Linked DNA regions of Oncorhynchus mykiss: region 1 is linked to region 2. The links are chromatin contacts, called in public Hi-C maps. All regions are on one chromosome and are shown on one strand. The core of a region is the stretch at or near the end of the contact, and the rest is flanking DNA. Distances in the headings are between cores, read along the strand shown.

Region 1 (2,700 bases), core at 195-2,694, 190 kb before region 2:
TGTGCACCGCCCTATGGGACTCCCAATGACAGCCTGTTGCGATACAGCCTGGATACGAACCCGGGTGTCTGTAGTGATAGATCATTTATTCATACCTCTTATCCTAGCCCCTTAGGAACAATGTCATGTTTTTAGGAAAACGTGATGTTCGAGGGACACGTCAAACACGTGCACTTGCTTTAAAAATGTGTTTCTGAATTCTAACGCTAGATGGCTCTCGCCATGAGTACATCTTTGTTCGGGAAGGGACATTTAAATTCCCGTCCTCGACTTGACCACCCAACACTCCCATTTGGTCCATTTCTCAATGATGAGACAAACATTTTCCAACATCAAAATGTTGTCTCTAGAATTCAGGCTACTTCCTCTTCCTGTACTGGCGTGGACGGCAGTACACCCATTGCCTTGCCTATTGTTTATTGCCCCCCAAACCCACAAAAGTCACTTATTTGAAATAAGTTAAAATCAAGTTAATATGGCATTCTCACGGCATGAATCGTGACATGACAACTAGTTAACACAGTAACAAAAACATTTAGCTACAGATGAAGGTTTAGGATTTCTGGCTGGCTGTCAGAAGGCGCAAGACAAAACTTGACAAACACTAAAACGACAACAGAGCCGAGACAAGTGTGCTTGATTCGAAGTTTCTGCTCTAAAACTGACTAGATAACGTTACATCTACTGCAAATAAAGTACAATTGGCTGACAAATCAACTGTTAATTCTACTCCTAACCAAATACTATAAAATAACTAGCAACCGCAGGGAGTTCATTTCCGTATAATTGCGTGCTGTGTTTACTTGTGCAGAGATCTGGCACTGGGATTTTTTTTAAAAATACGTTTAATGACTCCGATTTCAACTACCGCATCGTCCGTTGTATGTCTAAAAGAAAGTAGGTAAACAAACGAATATGTAGCCAAGCTGCGCAAAGGTCTGTTCGCTCGCGAGATGCTCTGCACGGTCTTGATCGAACCTCTATTCACAGAGCGAGTCTGACATCGCAATACGACTTGACTTTCCTTAACAGATTATTAGGACAGTCGTTGACGCACTCCTGTCATTTTCAGGTATGTCATTAAGGAATATGTCGGCTCCTTACCTGCCATGAAACCAGTCATTACAAATGTCGCATTCAATCATAAACCGGCTAACATCGTAAGACTGCCGGCAGACACAGTACAGCGGGGCCGCCGCCATCTTCTTAGTGTCCAAACAAACAACGCAGCCAGAAAGTTGGGCGGGGACTGTTTTCAACATACACGGAAAAAGCCGAGGGCGAAACGATAATTTACGATAACGTTGGAGGAGACCACACGACCACTCTGCGAAGCATGATATTTGTTAATCATAATAAGCAATAATTTACTATTATTCAATCCAAGCAACAATCGCAACACCATAATGTAGGCTATATTAACTCAACTTGCATGCACGCGAAATAAAATAACAAGTTGTAGAGTGTTATAAGACAGATGTCTTTGATGTGGCCTTTTGGCACCAGGTGCTCCAAATTGTTAATAAAAGAGCGTGGCCTCTGGTATAAACGTTTGGCTAAAGTGGCGATTCCGGTTGGACCAAACGGCGAAATCTTTTTTAACCCAAAGTATGGAAACTAGTGTGGGACTGGAATGTGATGTGGCATATGTATAGGACTTTTATTGTGATATCCATCCATACCTGTATTCTAATTGGCTCCTGTATTAGATCAAGGGCTTCTGGGTAGAAGATCAGTCAGCGCTGCCATGAAGTGGTGTGTGGGGGGGGGGGGGGGTTGTGCCAATCACTTTCCCATTATTATGTATTCAATATATTCCCTTATGAGTTGTACAGTCTCATCATTAACATATGAAGTCTGATGCACGGGTGCTTCTTAGCTTCTTCAATTACAAGACCTTCAACCCACGTCCTCACACTAGGAACAACATTGCAACTGGTAGTGTTTGTAGGCGTTGTAGCTGTACATTTATAACATACACTTTTCTTCTGAATCGAGAAGAGAGAAAGTATTGGCAAGAACAGGCTTTAGTTAAAAAGTTACTGAATCCTTTCTTCTAGAATTCACATATTGCAGTTTTAATGTATATGGTTGTTCCATATAAGTTCAATATCTTTCTGACTATACTCCTTTATATTTGAACGAAACCTTCCAAACATGTTTGCCCATGGTAGGTGGTCAGAAAGTGACAATTTGGACATGGATGCCAAAACATTTAGGAGACAGAGTTGCTTAAAGTTGACTCATTTTGTAGCTACAGATTGTACACCAAAGTATAACCAAAGATTTTTGGTGTCCATTGACAAATCTATGGTGGCGGTTGGTGTGAGGTGTTCCTGTAACGCCCAGTAATGGACTTAAAAAATATTTGATAATATCACATTATCTTGCGTACAATCTGTAGCTAACCCATTTTGCATACCCTACCATGAGACATCCATGTCGAGTTTGATATTTTTGAAAGCAAAAATAAAACATGTACTTTTTTTTCTTTAAAGTCAATTATCTAAAATTGTAAACACTGAATTTTCTCACGTTCACATATATTGAGACTTAGATCCTATTTTAGATCAGCTGAGGTTTTGTGTTATGCCCGCCATTGGTTGAGACACAGCATTCTCTTAAATACAGAGAGGGTGGGTGTCATTTCAATCATAGAAACAAATCATATCCATCAATCAAATGTATTTATGAAGCCAT
Region 2 (2,700 bases), core at 19-2,518:
CGGTCGCACGCAGAATACCTATTGGCTATATGCAAATTGTGACAAGGGGAGGAAACAATCTCGAGACAAAAAAATGCTCTAAAGAATCATTTCCTAGTTCTCTTACAAGTAGAAGAACAAAAGTGTTGCCATTCAGACCGATAGAGAGACCCACTCGAATGGAATTTAACAACTTTGATCGCACCGGGAGACTGCCCCCTCTGCATTTGAAACACAATCAATGCAGGATAGTCTAGTTGACTCATCTTTGGGGGTAGTTTATTATTAGAGACAAGCTTAAGCTTTTTTTTTGACAAACTATATCAGATCTGCTTAGTGCTCCTCCAAGATTACATAGACCTATTTAACTGATCTCTATCACAGCAAGATTATGGTTGCCTATAATTAATTCTGACATGGGTCCTATATGTATCACTTTCTGCATATGAGTGTTATGATCACAACTTGCAAAAATAGGTATTATATTTATATATTAATACATACTGTTGTCCAATAGGCTGTCGTCGTGGTGTTATCTATAAAATAAGTTTGTCGCAACAACTTTTCTATGCTGCAATACATTTCCTAGAACGCTATCTCATTCAACCACATGCGTACGGCTTCTGCTGCTATATAAAAGATACTGTATATGGTACACCTGTGTGTATGTGTGTGTGTGTGTGTGTGTGTGTGTGTGCGCGCGCGCGGGCGTGTGTTTGTCGGCGAGTCTGCGCGGGCGTGTGTTTGTCGGCGAGTCTGCGCGGGCGTGTGTACGTCTGCGAGGGAGAGGGCGACTGACTATAAGTTCATTAAGTTCATCAGATAAAAGAGAAAGCAAATGAACAAGGAGTAGTTTTGCTTTTAATAAACTGAAATAGAGAAATAAGATTATCCTAATGCATGTTTATAAAGTTGTACAATTGGAACTATTACTATTCCTACATGCATAGCCTACATGCAACATCCCCTATGAATGCAGAGAAACTGTTCCCCTGACGAGTTTTAACTCAAAGTACTTGCTGGATTTATTTATGCATACATGAAAATCGTATAATTAATCAATTTATATAAATATAGACTTTTATCCAAGTGAATTGTCTCTATTTGTACATTTGACACATGGGTGGGGGTGGGGTTTTGTTTGTGGTCATATAGATTTTTATCATGATAAAATAAATAAATATAAAGTATATAGTTGTAAAGTAAAAGTGTAGCCTAGAGAAAAGAGTAACAAATGTTTGATGAGAGCATGTTGCGTCTGGGCAACTGCTCTACATAATGAGATTTGCGGCTTGCGTCATGGTCAGTAAAGGCAGGCTTCAAACGTATCCAGCCAGAAGAAAGTAGAAGTGAACTGTGGGGGAGAGGAAAAAGTTCGCAAGGAGAGGCAGGACAACTCTTGGGAGCCCTGCAGTCTCACTTTATGCCTCCAAAATACTTTCTTTCCAGTTTATTTGCATCTAGTAATATTGCTATTGTATTTTCACAAGAATAACCCAACTTTTTCAAAACTGAAACGACCATGGAGCTGCTTTGCCTCGAAGTGGACACCATCGTCAGAGCTAGTCTTGATCCGAATCTTCTGTGTGATGACAGGGTATTACAAAGCCTGTTGACCATTGAAGAACGTTTTCTTCCACAATGTTCTTATTTCAAGTGCGTTCAGAAAGATATTCAGCCATTTATGAGGAGGATGGTTGCGACTTGGATGCTGGAGGTTTGTACCGAAACACTTCAACTCTAGGCTATTTCCGTGCCTTCGACTCATCTCAAAACACTAACATCGGACTTTTCACTGTCATTTTGTCAGGTTTGCATGGTGTGAGAAAGAGGGTTGCATATCACATTGCCAAATAGACAATCGTGATAGCATATAATCAACTACTCGTATTTATATGATTTTATTATCTGTAGCATATTTCAACCAAGTCACCGACGATTTTGATAGAGATATATAGACATGTGGTTACAGTGGTGTATATCACCAGATAAAGTTGTTCTTTGCATATGTCTGATCTATGAAATGTGCCCTGGATTATTTTGTTATGTTTTAGATTGCCAAAATATTTCCATGCACACGTATGCAGTTAATCCTTGCCCTATTCTAGCCTATATTCTAACGCCATATTGGTTTCTATTGGAACTGTTGCAGTTTTTCTGACGATTTTACAGTGTCATAAACGCCATAACAGCAGTTGAAAAGTGTCCAGAGTGAAAGAGCAGTGTCTAAACTACATAGTCATAATTGAAAATATGCCGAAATATGTAGCAAACATTTTCTATTTATTTTTTAAATATCGGATCGCGGAAGGGGCGCGGGCCTATTTGTTCCTCTGGTCTCCGCATTGAAGTCCGTCACCCAGGAATTAAGTTAGATTTTTTACACTTTGTTTGACATAATCAGTTGAGAATGGTCTGAAAAGAAACCCGACCGTCTGAGCTTTATTTTCATGTAAGAGTTATTTAACTAGGATTCATTAAAGATTTTATATTAATTTAGGAAAAAAGATTTCGAACTGGCGGTGACGCACTCGAGAGCAACCGCATGCTACTTCGTTTTCAATTTGACAATTATTTCGCATTGAACTTCAAATGTCATGTTTATCAATTGTCGGGTCTGATGTGAAAGACATTGGTGTTCATTATGATGTGAAAACAATAGATGTAGACAATTTATTAATATTTTTAAATATTTTATGAAAATATGACGAAGGAAAAAAA

Evidence for each region. Hi-C and Micro-C count contacts between places; a contact is called where the count stands out from the background.
Region 1: a Hi-C map of blood shows a contact between it and region 2, with 5 times the contacts expected there. The contact joins the promoter of kdm7ab here to the promoter of LOC110523486 in region 2. A contact is called at or near these places in 2 of 3 Hi-C or Micro-C datasets (blood and liver).

What each region holds. Positions count from the first base shown.
Region 1 is chr1:44,597,376-44,600,075 of USDA_OmykA_1.1, reverse strand. kdm7ab (lysine-specific demethylase 7B) reads right to left here and starts at 1,444. Exons shown (of 20, transcript XM_021602250.2): 1 at 1,105-1,444. The coding sequence starts at 1,262.
Region 2 is chr1:44,408,186-44,410,885 of USDA_OmykA_1.1, reverse strand. LOC110523486 (G1/S-specific cyclin-D2) reads left to right here and starts at 1,268. Exons shown (of 5, transcript XM_021602222.2): 1 at 1,268-1,696. The coding sequence starts at 1,502.